Linked DNA regions of Danio rerio: region 1 is linked to region 2. A link is a contact called in public Hi-C data. All regions are on one chromosome and are shown on one strand. Each heading gives the region's core, a stretch centred on a gene start, on an enhancer-like site or on the middle of the called end of the contact. The rest is flanking DNA. Distances are from core to core; before and after follow the strand shown. Region 1 overlaps adgrd2 (adhesion G protein-coupled receptor D2). Region 2 holds the start of bcl2l16 (BCL2 like 16).

Region 1 (6,927 bases), core at 3,498-5,997, 37 kb after region 2:
TATTCATTAGATTATAAACCTTCCTGTTTTCATGAGTGAGTGCAGTATTCAGTGCTTCTGAATGTCTGTATTTACATTTTTGTCGTGTTTCGTCCGGTGCAAACAGCTAAACTGCTCATCACTGTGTACCTCGTCATGTAGCGTGATGTTAGGACACAGGGTTACAATGTGACCTGCTCACCTAATGTTTATTATTTGCTAATTAATAACCTCACGTGGAACTCTAAATCTGCGTCTCATTTCGGAGTCTGCTACTGTCCAGCAGAGGTCGCATTTCGGTCACGAGCGCAAGCTTTGAGAGCCTTCCTGACTGACTGACTGAATGAAACGTGCTGTTTTCCACCAAGGCAACCCGGAATGCTGAAATATGATTGGCTAAACTGGCATTGGGCGGGTTAAAGAGACCAAAACAAAAAGCCGTTCCAGCACTCACATGTTCAAAGCAGAATATCCAACACAATCTCACGGCAATTCGTAACTTTTTCATTTAGTGGCTAATTCGTATGAATTCGTACAATCTAATTCGTACAATTTAGTACGATTTGCTTATCCCCCAATGACGGATGGGGTTAGGGGTGGGGTCAGGTGCCACGCCTCCTTTTTAAAATCGTACCATTTCGTACGACTGAACTCGTACGAATTAGCCACTAAACTGGCAAAACGTAAAATACTTAAGTTTTCTCGTGAGATCAGGCTGGAGTATCTGACTTCAGCAGTGTATTTCAGAAGTTATGAATGTCCACTGAGCATGTTTCTGAATATCTGCTCACATATGATGCTGCTTTTCTGCTATGGAAGAGTCAAACACTCACATACAGCATGCTTTAAAGTTCTTGACTGTTCATGAAAGCATGGGAACCCTATACAATATTTGTGCAGATTATGCAGAGTGTTATGATGTGCAATATAATGCTAAAAAGTGTTTTGTGACATGATATGTAGAGATTCAAATTATGAATCAAAAAAATCAAGTAAATTTATTAACGTAACTCATAAACGTTTAGACCAACACAAGTGTTTGTAATTAATTAATTCGTTTGTTTTATCTTTTAACTTTTCCTATGGGGTGGCGCAGTGGGTAGCGCTGTCACCTCATAGCAAAAAGGTTGCCGGTTCCAGCTTCGGTTGGGTCAGTTGGCATTTCTGTGTGGTGTTTGCATGTTCTCCCTGTGTCCGTGTTGGTTTCCTCCGGGTGCTCCGGTTTCCCCAAGTCCAAACACATGCGCTGTAGGGGAACTGATGAACTGAATTGGCCATAGTGTATGGATTAGTGTGTGAATGAGTGTGTTTCCCAGTGATGGGTTGCAGCTGGAAGGGCATCCCCTGTGTAAAACATGTGCTGGAATAGTTGGCGGTTCATTCCGCCGTGGTGACCCCTGATGAATAAAGGCACTAAGCCAAAAAGAAAATGAATGAATGAACTTGTCGTGATCATAACATCTCCGCTGACATGATGGAGAATTAAACCGCTTTCATTATCTTCACAACATTGTTTTTCCAGATATTAGTTGAATAATCACAGATTTCCAGCAAGAACTGAAAGTGTATATAAGTGAACGCATGTGTGTGTGTGTGTGTGTGTGTTATTGTTCAGCAGCGTCTGTCAGCACAGAGACACACTCATCTTCTGCTCCCAGCAAACACACCGAGATGAAGACATTTTTTCCACATCCGTGAAGGAAAAGTAGGCTTGACATCTGAACGGGTGTGAAAACCGTTTCCTCTACAGATTCAGCCAAACTCCCTTCATGCCTTTCACTCTCTGAATGCTCTTTTCTGCCAACGTTCGGGCTACACTGTAAAAATATCTGTTAATTCAGTTTTTATCATTCCTGATTCGCATGTGTTTTCTGTTTATTTGCGGTTGTGAATTGCATTATGGGATGTTGATCTCTGCTCTGTCCACTTTTGATGATGAAAATTCAACTCTACAGTTTAACAAAGTGACTTTTAGTAGAAATAATATAATGTGTAAGAAATAATATCCAGAGAAATAAGTGTGTAAAACCACAAAATGAGCTGCAGTTTATTACAAGGTGTGTGTAGCGTAATATACAACACCAACACAGACGATATAGCACTGCACACTATTACACAAGTCAATAAAAGGCACTTTTCACAACTTTTTTTAAGAGTTAAATGTTGTTGGAAGAAAAATGCACATCCCATAATGCAATTCAAAATCATAAAATAAACTGGGAAAAACAAAAACATGAATTACAAAAGACAGAAAGCTGCTCATTTACAGATTTCTTATACTGTGTACGTTTAAAAATGTGTGCTTTTACTTGAATACAGGTTTAGTGCAATTCACAGGAGGGCTGATAATACTGTCCTAAACTGTGTTATCTAATAACGAACGACATTATACACTGAAAAAATGATTAATTAAATTGACCATTTTTTCAAGGTAAGTGGCTGCAAACTAATATGTAGGCTGAATTTAAACAAACAAATTAAGTTAAACATTACTACATTTATTTTGTTTGTCTAGCCCATTACAATTGTTTTGCACCGTTTACCTTTAAAAAACTGAATGTTTTTATTCAGTGTGTGTTATTATAAATATCTTCAGCTTAGGACAATCATGCAATATTTTCCAAGATCTAAACTGAACGTGAAAAGTGTACAATCTACTGTACTGAAAAATCTGATGCCCAACACTGATAAAAGACATTTGTGACCAGTGAAAAATAACGCACCTTGCCCACCAGTTTGCCTCTGCGGTTCATGCACAGGTATCTGCCGCTCTCGGCTCCTTTAATGCGAACACGACTGCCAAAGGTGTCCGTCTCCACGTACAGTCTGGCTGTAAAAAGCAGAGCGACGGTTTCAGAGACTTTAAACATTTGTCAGAACTGCTGACAAGATGATGAAAAGAGGCAAAGATTACCTCAACGTCTCATTTAAAAACTTGCTGGTGCTCTTCTGCTTGTGTTAATGGCCTTATATGAAGCTAATATGTCAGAAACACTTTATTTTGATGGCCCCTATTGCACATTTTGTTGACTAAAAGTTGCATTGCAACTACACACCTTCTCACTTAGGTATTAGTAGACTGCTTAATATCTGCTGATGCTGCTCCTTTAACAGACATTTAACTGACTATAAGAAACTTGTCAATTAACCGTAACCCCATCTAACAGTCTACTTATAATGGAATGAGAATTAGTTGGCATGTAGATGCAGGGTAACTTAAATTCAACAAAATGTGTTAAAGGGACCATCAAAATAAAGTGATACCAATATATCTTTCAACACTGAATACAAAGATATAAATAATAATAATACAAATAATGAGCAAATACAGAAAGAAAGAAAGAAAGAAAGAAAGAAAGGTTAAAAAATGAAAAAAGAAAGAAAGAAGACAGCAAAAAGAATGATAAATGATGAAAAAGAAAGAAAGAGCAAAGAATTAAAGAAAAAGACAGAAAATGCAGGAAAAGGAAAGAAAAAAAAGAAAGAAGTAAGAATGAGGGAGGAAAAAATAAAAACAAAAGAAGTAAAGATAAAAAAGAAAGGAAGAAAAGGAAGGAATGAAGGAACAGGAAAGACTGAAGCAAGAAAGAGGAAAAAGTTAAAGAAAAAGAAATTAAAAAGAGAGAAAGATGGATAGAAAGAGCAAAGAGAGAAAACAAGAAATAATGTAAAAAATGATGAAAGGTGAAAGAAAGAAAGAAAGAAAGAAAGAAAGAAAGAAAGAAAGAAAGAAAGAAAGAAAGAAAGAAAGAAAGAAAGAAAGAAAGTTGAGTAAGAACGAAAAGGAAAGAAAATTAAGAAAAAATTAAAGAATAAAAGAGCAAAGAAAGTAGGAAAGAGGAAAGAAATTATTGAAGGAAAGAAAGAGTAAATAAATAATAAAGACAGCAAAAAATGAAGAAAGGAAGGAAAAGGAAAAGAATGATGAAATGAAAAAGAGAAAAAGAAGAAATGAATGAAGCAAGAGTAACATTTAGAAAAAAGATAGAAAGATAAAAAACAAAGAAAGAAAAATAAAGCAAGAAAGAGAAACAAAAAAAGAAAGAAAGTAAAGAAAAATAAAGAAAAAGCAAAGGATGAATGAAGGAAAAGAATGCAGAAAGAAAAAGGGGAAAAAGGAATGATCAAAAAATGAAGAAAAATAAAGCACGAGGAAAAATAAAAAATTAAGAAAGTAAGCAAGAAAGAACGGAAAGAAGGAAGGAAAAAGGAACGAATGAGGAAAGAAGAAAAGAATTAAGCAAAAAAGAGAAAAAATAAGATTTTAAAAGAAAGAAAAGGAAAAAAAATAAAAAGCGAAGAAATAAAATTAAGAAAGAATGTAAGAATAAAAGAGCAAAGAAATAAGGAAAGATGACAGAAATACAAGAAGCTTTATATTTATTTTAAAAATAATTTTACTTGACCTTTTGTAAAGCTAAAAGCTCAACAGCTCGTGTTAAACAGTTAAAGTTCACCTATTTAACATTGTGTTATCTGGGTTTCTGGAAGCCCATAATCAGCCAATCCTCCATTCAGTCTCATTTCCCTTTGCTGTTTAAAGCTAATTAACATCCTAATCAACACAAAAGACAAACGATTAATCCTATTGAAGCACCCGTCAATGACGCAATCAATCATCCGCCGATTCAGCGCCATCACCCGCACCGAAACCCGGCCCGAATGACTCGATCAGCGGGCAGAGAAAACGCGGCTCACCGTAAGAGTTTCCGTCGTCCGCGGTGGCGCTGACCCGGTGTCCGCGGATCTGCACGTGTTTCCCGCTGGTTCTGCTGTACAACTGGTAGACTCGAACCTGCCGCCGGCTCAGCTGGTCCGTCAGGGAGCCCTGTTCCCTCACATACTGCTTAAAATTAGGAGAAGGGTGATTCTTCTCCCCCTTTTTCGGTGCAAAGGGAAAATAAGATCACATACACAGTTGAAGTCTAAATTATTCGCCCTCCTGCTGCATATGCATTGTTCTTTTTTAAATATTTCCCAAATGATGTTTAACAGAGCGGGGAAATTTTCACAGTAATTCCTATAATGTTTTTTCTTATTATTTGTTTTATCTCGCCTAGAATAAAAGCAGTTTTTAATTTAAAAAAAAACATTTTAAGGTCAATATTATTAGCCCCTTAAGCATTTTTTGCATCGTCAGAAGAAACCACTGTTGCAGGCAAGTAACAAGGGGTGTTCGGATAGTTCAAAAGACCCACTCCAACTGACAAAGTCTACAATTTGGCCACTATATCAAATAGTGAGCTCATTTGTCCTATTTTTGACAGCATGCCATTAAACATTGTGAAAATAACAGACAGGTGAAGGCTTTAAGACAACTTAAATAATTAATTATTATTAAAATGGACAAAATCTGACTGAGGAAATGAGCTGGCTCGTTAGTTATTTGGATATGGGCTACAGTTTTCAGTTAAAACAAGTTTGAACACATTCTTAATAGTTTATTTTTTTAATTATGGATGATAATTAATTAGCATTTTAAATTAAGTATTTTGTAATATTTCTTTGTTCAAAAAGTTTAGGTTAAAATTGTAATCTCATTACATTATTTATAAAACTGTGATAACGCAATGCACATTTGTAAACACATTTTTTTTTGTAAACATATAATAGAATAGTAAGCACAAAAATATAGCAAATATTTTAGTTACGTCAAAAAGTGTGGAAATGATAAACATCAACAAGCTAATCCAACAAAAATTATTGCTTAAAATGTCACTAAAATGCAGTATTTGAACCTCATAATTTGATAGAATAACTGTGAAAAGGTTCACCTATTTTAATAGGCTGCTATGACTTGTAATCACCTGCTTACACAGTAAAAAATCAATGAACAGTCACAGTGTTTTGGGTTTATTTACAGTTGTGAACTGCATTATGGGATGTTGATCTCTGCTCTGTCCACTTTTAATGTTGAAAATTCAACTCTGCAGTTTAACAAAGTGACTTTTATTGACAATTTAGTAGTTTGAAATAAGAAATAATGGTCACACTTTAAAAATAAGGTTTCAATTCATCTACTTATATGAACTAATAATGAGCAATACTTATACAGCATTTATTTATGATCGTTCAACATTTACTAATGCATTATTAACAGCAACATTCATGATTGTTACACCGCAAAAAAATCCTGGTTGCCTCAAATTTTTAAGCCGAATCAAATTAACTGTATGAGTACATTGAACTTTTATTATGTTAAACTGACCTAGAACAGCTTGTGTAACTTATAAAATTAGGTAAGAACGTGATTAACTTAGTTTAATAAGTTATAATGGCCTAAAAACATAAGCTGTCAGGACTAATTGATCGTATAATTTTTACAGTGTAGCATTAGTTAATGCATTGCGAGTTAACATGAACTAACAATGAACAACTTAACTAACATGAACAAATACTGCAATAAATGCATTGTTCATTGTTTGTTCATGTTAGTAAATGTATTAACTAATACAACCTTATTGGAAAGTGTGACTAAAATATTATAAAGAGGAGTGTGCAAAATAAGAGAAAATGTGCTGTGCTTTATTACAAGGTTATTGTAGAGTATAAACAGCACCAACCCAGACAATAAAGCACTGCAAACTATTACACAAAAAGTCACTTTTTAAGGTTAAAAGTTGTTGGAAGAAAGATCAAGATCCCATAATGCAAATTCAAAAGCAGAAATAAACAAAAAAAAATAAAAACATGAATCACATGTCACTTAAAGCTGAATATCTTGAAGAATATCTTGTCAAATATTATGTGCTGTCTGTCATCATGGCAAAGAGAAAATAAATCAGCTATTAGAAATGAGTTATTAAAACTATTATGATTACAAATATGTTGAAAAATCTCTCCGTTAAACAGAAATTAGGGACAAAATAAGCATATAAAAAATAAAATTTAACAGAAGGGCTAATAATTCTGACTTCAACTGTATTTCTCCCACATAAAAAAATTGTA
Region 2 (7,560 bases), core at 4,915-7,414:
TATTTACTCGTGAATATCGTGATTTATTCACGCAGCGGCTGGTGGAAGCAGAACATTACATTTTTAAGCAAATTAACCAAATTAACTCATTTAAACTTGCATCAATTAATCTGACTTAATAATCAAGATAAAATTTGTTTAACTTAACAAAAAGTTAAAGTTGAAACCTGATTAACTTTTTATAATAAGTTAAAGTAACATAAAACATGACTTTTTACTATATATATATATATATATATATGTGTGTGTGTGTGTGTGTGTGTGTGTGTGTGTGTATATATATATATATATATATATATATATATTTTTTTTTTTTTTTTTTTTTTTTTTTTTTTACAGTGTAGTTAGGAATCAATCAATCAATGGAAGAGGATCGATTCCTTACTGTTGCAATTCTTTAAACACAGACATTGGTTGTAAATATGCTAAAAGAAAGCTCAATCCAGCACAAATATTACATACTGCATGCTGCACTTACATACTGCATAGTGTTTAAAATGCATGTGCACAGATTTCCAATAGAAACAAAATCTGGACACAAGTGATCACAAGCAGTGACATAAATAAGTCTAACAGTCGACAATAAACAGACCTTCTCTTTTATTTACATCGGTAAGCACGAGAAGCATTTGAACACAACAAATCCAGGTGGAAACAGGGACATTTGATGAGTATGGTTTTCCAAAAAATCTAAAAGTTTGTAAAATGCTAGCAAAACATGTGTCGAAAAAAGAAACAACTCTACTCTAGTAATTAGATTGATCGTGTATTAATGTAACAATCATTTGTATTTAAACATCAAAATCGGAATATAAAGCGTTAAAGTGTTTAAAGACATCTGTAAAAGGGGAAAAGTCATGTGGCCGGAGCCAGAGTTGATCTAATAAAGTACGGGCATGCCATTATGGTTGTGTCATGGAGTCTCCAAACTGAATTATCCTGTTTGGAGCAGAGATGAGGTAAAACAATGAGGGATATGGGACCAATATGAGTGAAAGTTGATGAGACAATAGCTTTGGGGAGCAAGGTTGCACCTCCCAGACTGTCCCACACTTAGCACTGAGAGCTTTGAGGCTTTGATCTGTATCTGAGCTGCTCCAGGAAATGAGCTCCTATTAAAAAATCCTCCATGACACACGAGCCCGCGGCCGCGCACAAAAAAAAAAAACACACACACACCAACACATCTGAGCGGAAATTAAAAGCCTTTTAAAATCACACATAAACCACACGGGCTCCGAAATGGGAAAACAATCATTGATTATTCACACTGTTTTCAAGTGTACCGCTGAAGAATCTGACGACGGCTCTCAATCTCCCGCGCTTTATCACTTCTTCTTCCCGCGCGCGCGCGATTTCCCGCGCTCCCGTCAAAGTCCATTTAAAAACTACATGCAAATAAACCAAAACTGCATGCAAATCAAGGTCAGTCATTCAAACACGGGGGGATACTCGTTTTAATTAACACCGACCAGTAAGGACTCTTCAAAACAGTGTGCAATGCATTGAATTTTAATTTGAAAACCAAAACCAGACCTTGAATACACAAGTAGATATTACGTAAATCTCATATAAAGTTGCTTTATTCACAGTATTGAATAAAAATAACATATATCACCACAGTATTTCGTAATGAATTATACAGTGGTATAATACTATTGGAAGCATTAGGTTTAGTCTTAAAATCATTCGCAAACTGACGCTGGTAAATGCTCGAAAAGCTCAGTGGGTGATGTACATATTCTGAATATTAATTATTCATTAATTATCACAGTTTAAAATGCAGTCAGCGAATCATTTGCACACATGGCAGCAGCCCATAGATGTTGTTATTACTGAGAGAGAGAGAGAGAGAGAGAGAGAGAGAAGAGTTTGGACTGGTTTTGCTGGTCATTGTATGTACAGTTGATTTATAAGTATGACAACGCCCCCTAGTGTCGAGTTTAGTATGGGTTTTAAAAAATCAGCCAATCACACACCATGCACATGTCTGTCAGTGTGATTTTTAGTGGATATGTGAAGCATCTCAAGCTTGAAATGTTTTTAATGCTACTTTCATACAGTAATTTTGGTATATAATGAATTTATTTGTGTGACTAACACCCACTGGTTTATCTTGATCTTGTCAACATTGCTTCTTCATGGCATTCAGCAGGTGCTGGAAACATTTCTCATAGTCTTTGGTCCATATTGACATGATACCATCTACAGGTGTTCTTGCAGATTTCTCATCTGCTGGTGACTGTGGAGGTCATTTGTCATTAGTCAATTCACTGGCACCATCAAGAATTCATGAATTACTACCACGTAAGCGTTTCCATTCCTTTTTAGCCTCCTCCACCAAACAAAGTTTGCATGTTAAACTCACAAGCCATGAAATTAAATTAAGTGAAAGGAAAATCTCTATCGAATTAGATTTGATTTGCAATTCCTGTGTACTCGGCTAGACCATTTCGTCCTTGGCATCAGTGCCACCAACTCATGTTTTACTGTAATTTAAGCAGGGTACATGAACAAAGCCTGATATTTTCCTTGATATTTAAGCATGTCAAAACTCAGATATCGGTTGGTGTGTATCTGACAGATATATATTGATTTACAGATATTTTCCTTGATATTTAAGCATTTTCCCAAAATCAGATGTCACTGTGTTTGTGTGTATCGTACAGATATTTATATATTTACAGATATTTTCCTTGATATTTAAGCATTTTACCAAAATCAGATATTGGTGAGTGTGTATATCTGACCTATACACCGATTTACAGATATTTCCCCCGATATTTAAGCATTTTACCGCAGTCAGATATCGGTGGGTGTGTATCTGACCGATATATTGATTTACAAATATTTTTCCCGATATTTAAGCATTCTACTAAAATCAGATATCGGTGGGTGTGTATCTGACAGATATATCAATTTACAGATATTTTTCGTAATATTTAAGCATTTCACCAAAATCAAGTATCGGTGGGTGTGTATCTGACAGATATATCGATTTACAGCTTTTTCCACCAATTTTTAATCATTTCACCAAAATCAGATATCAGTAGGTGTGTATCTGACCAAAATATAAATTTAGTGATATTTCCCCAGTTATTTAAGCATTTTAGCAAAATCAGATATCGCTGGGTGTGTATCATACCAATATTTGTATATTTACAGATATTTTCCAGGATGTTTAAGCAATTTACCAAAATCAGATATCGGTGGGTGTGTATCTGACAGATATATCAATTTACAGATATTTCCCTCGATATTTAAGCATTTCCCCAAAATCAGATATCGGTTGGTGTGTATCTGACAGATATATCAATTTACAGATATTTTCCCTGATATTTAAGCATTTTCCCAAAATCAGATATCGTTGGGTGTGTATCTGACCAATATTTATATATTTACAGACTTTTTCCCAGGATATTTAAGCATTTTCCAAAAATCAGATATCGGTGGGTGTGTATCTGACCGATATATTGATTTACACATATTTTTCCTAATATTTAAGCATTCTACTAAAATCAGATATAGGTTGGTGTGTATCTGACAGATATATCAATTTACAGATATTTTCCTGATATTTAAGCATTTTACCAAAATCAGGTATCAGTGGTTGTGTCTCTAACCGATATATCGATTTACAGATATTTCCTCCGATATTTAAGCATTTTACCATAGTCGGATATCAGTGGGTGTGTATTTGACCGATATATCGATTTACAGATATTTCCGCCAATATTTAATCATTTTACCAAAATCAGGTATCAGTAGGTGTGTATCTGACCAAAATAGCAATTTACTGATATTTCCCCAGTTATTTAAGCATTTTAACAAAATCAGATATCGGTGGGTGTGTATCTAACAGATATATTGATTTACAGATATTTTCCCCCAAAAAATAATCATTTTACCAAAGTCAGATATCGGTGGGTGTGTATCTGACCTATATACTGATATTTTCCTCGATATTTAAACATTTCACTAAAGTAAAATAACGGTGGGTGTGTATCTGACAGATATGTATATATCGATTTAAAGATTTTTTTTTTATTTAAATAATTTTTCCGCAAGCATTTGAGTAGGTGTTTGTGTTTTGTAGTGGAGGAGCTAAAACAGAAATGAAAATGCTAATCTAACGTGCGGCTGGAGTATTTCTGTTTTTCATTAAGCGCCATCTAATGTCAGGGAGAGGTATTGCATGTTCACTCAGATCACCGCTCTCGCAAATCTGCGCTTAATCCTTTATCCTAATTTTCTGGAACTTTTTTGTTTATTTTTCTTGGACTTTTTTATACCACAAGCTCCATATATATTTAAAAAAATCCTCCATTGTTGATGTTTTATGTTCCATTTAAAACTCTGCCTGTTTGTAATGAAAGCACTTTTTGAGAAAGAACTTCCAAATTAAAAGCCATAAAATCTTTTTTTCACCCCTCCAAAATATACTACTCTATTACAATGCAGAATAGCCTGAAATTACTCTGAAAGCATACGTTATAAACAAACACACACTGTATAGGCACAGAAAGGTTATGAGCGCCTCTTGTCCGAGTGTTACTGCGTGTGGAGTATTTATAGCTGTACCCATGAAGAGTCTTAGTGTCATTGGATAACTGTTCATGCACTGGATCTGTTACAGACAACAGAAGGAAATATAATCAACGACAGCATGCACATGTGATCGGTTCCCTCTTGAGAATCTCCAGTTGTATGTTGCACTTCTGTCAGCTGTTAAATGATCCCAGTTGTTTGGTCATGGCATGATTCACGTCTGTGAGAAAAGGGTAAGTCAACGGGCCTTTCATTTTGGCGTGTGTGAACTTCAGATTTGCTTTGGTTGATGATCATGTTCTACAATCTGGACATTTACATTATGATGATAATCTTGTCATGTTAACTTGTTTTATTTCTTTGAATGTTGCAGCTGCTTCTAGAAAGGTGACAACAAGAATTTCAACTAGAAAAACAAGGAAAAATCTACTTTAATTTATATATGCCATGTTTATAGTATTCATGTTGGTTTTGAAAATGTAATTTCTTTTTTTAAGAAAAGTTCCTTATTATTATAATAATATAATATAATATAATATAATATAATATAATATAATATAATATAATATAATATAATGTAATATAATGTAATATAATATATTTTTTATTAAGATTTTTCATGTACAATGCATGACATTTTATTTTCTAAACAATTTTAAATGTATTGTTGTAGTGATGTAAATAAATGATTTTTGATTAATTGTTTGGGGGGAAGTGATTTTCAGGTCAGATTATTTCATATTTCATGATAATTTTCAATTTACAACCATAATAACTATAATATTGAAAATGCAGGGTTTGAACGTGTTCTTTACATATTTTCTGTTTTTAAGAATTTATTTATTATTTTTCAGACCCTCCAAGATGCCAAAGGTTCTTGAGATACAAAAAAAAAACAAATGTTTTAGTAATTTTCATTGCACAACACAAGAATTTAAGCAACCATTAACATAAGTTTTGAGAAAAGCTGTAACAAAATCATTTTAGTTTGGAAATATATTAACAAAATATCTCCAAAATCCTGGAGGGACTGTATTTTTTTATTTATTTTTTGGGGGGGGCTTAAATGTTTGCCATTGTGTAGTTAATTTCTTTAATTATTTAAAATTCGTTTTTTTTTGGGCTGTTTTTTCAAATAACAAACATTTTGTAAATAAATAAATAAATGCAAAAAAAAAATAATATCCAACATTATTTCTATTATTTTTTTAAGAATTAATAAATATATATTTTGAAAACAAATATTTAAATACTAAACATAGAAGATGTGAATTAAAATTTGAGTATTTTATTTTATTTATTTTATTTTTATTATTATTATTATTATTATTATTATTATTATTATTTTCCAAGTACTGGGATGGCTGGAAGAGCATCCGCTGCGTAAAACATATGCTGGAAGAGTTGGTGGTTCATTCCGCTGTGGTGACCACTGATAAATAAGGGACTAAGTTGAAGGAAAATGAATGAATGAAACTCTGAAAACTGATCTTGAGTTTTCTTTTCATAGATCTGGATAATCAGAACACGCAGCTTATATAGATGACAATGGCATGGATGGAGACCTAAACACAACATTCGGACATTTAAAGTTTGACCTGTGTGTATCTGAGCTGATGGGACGGTCAGACGACGCTGTGATTGGTCGAGGCCTGAACAGTCCAGATCCACTAGTGCGTGAAGCTTTTCTGATGGCGTACGACTACATCAGCTACGTGACAGCCAAACCAGGTTATAGTTTTGTTGTATTATTTTAAAATTTGCGTTACGCTGTAAAAAAATATCTGCTAATTAATAGTGTTTTTGGGTTTATTTGTGGTTGTGAGTTGCATTATGGGATGTTGATCTCTGCTCTGTTCTCTGTTGATGTAGAAAATTCAACTCTGTCGTTTAACAAAGTGACTTTTACTAACATTTTAGTAGTTGGAGATAATATAATGTATAAAAAATAATATCTAGAGAAATGAGTGTAGAAAATAAGAGAAAATGTGCTGCAGTTTATTACAAGGTGTTTGTAGTGTAATGTACAACACCAACCCAAACAATATAGCACTGCACACTATTACACGTCAATAAAAGTCACTTTTTCCAACTTTTCATGGTTAAAAGTTGTTGGAAGAAAGATCAAGATGCTATAATGTAATTCATAAGTAGAAATAAAGTGGCAAAAATAAAAACATGAATCATAAAAATACGGAAAACTGATCATTTAGGGATATTTTTTACAGTATAGACTTGAATTTTCATCAAAAGTGGACAGAGTAGAGAACAACATCCCATAAAGCAATTCACAACTGGAAATAATGTTTAACTATACAGGGGTGCGTTGCCCAAAATCATGGTTAGCCAACTAAGGTCGCAAGTTTCAGCGTTACAAACATAGTTTGTTAATTTGCCGTTTCCTAAATCAGTAGCTACAACGTACATTCACAAACTGCGTCGCAAACTTGAGCACTGGCAACTACACCTCTGGAGCTGTAGTTAGAAACATAGTTTCTGGCTGTGTTCTATTGCCACTTATCCCCCCCTGTGCCCTATTCATTAAGAACATCCTAACATTCAAAGTTGGAGTTATTAAAAATGAAAAAGCATTAAGGTCATCTCTCTTTGTAATTTGCTTCCAAACTATTTTTACAGTTCAGTTTTAACGATCTTCATATTTACAATCGTGCTCCCTTCACAGTGCACTTTGAAAACATTTTGAACACAGCCTCATAATGAAAGCTATAGGTGACGTATTATTTAAAAGTGGTGTTTACTAATTTATGTGACGTCGCCAAAGTTTGTGAAAACAAAAAGCTGACGTTAATTCTTATAACTTATAATGGGTTATTTATTAAGTATCTGTACTGTATATGACATGGGCCTGCTGGGTAGAACATTTCTGCAGTGGTTTAAATGTGTTAAATTGTAAAAGTAGACTTAAAAAAAATAAATAAATAAATAAACAATTACCTACATAATAATAATAATAATTAAAATTATTGATAATAATAATAATAATAATTATTA

Evidence for each region. Hi-C and Micro-C count contacts between places; a contact is called where the count stands out from the background.
Region 1: a Hi-C map of an unstated tissue shows a contact between it and region 2, with 1.8 times the contacts expected there. The contact joins the enhancer-like site here to the promoter of bcl2l16 in region 2. A contact is called at or near these places in 2 of 18 Hi-C or Micro-C datasets (caudal fin and an unstated tissue).

What each region holds. Positions count from the first base shown.
Region 1 is chr8:62,692,139-62,699,065 of GRCz12tu, forward strand. The region is part of intron 2 of adgrd2 (adhesion G protein-coupled receptor D2); the gene reads left to right. It overlaps fgf17 (fibroblast growth factor 17), which reads right to left. Exons shown (of 5, transcript NM_214808.1): 3 at 4,678-4,858; 4 at 2,703-2,809. Among named protein-coding and RNA genes, the nearest start is that of fgf17, 6.6 kb to the right of the region's middle. Within about 2 kb of position 4,748, at least 6 of the 62 cell types and tissues checked have an H3K27ac peak or open chromatin away from gene starts, as enhancers often do.
Region 2 is chr8:62,653,863-62,661,422 of GRCz12tu, forward strand. It overlaps bcl2l16 (BCL2 like 16), which reads left to right and starts at 6,165. Exons shown (of 3, transcript NM_001172402.1): 1 at 6,165-6,279. The coding sequence starts at 6,165.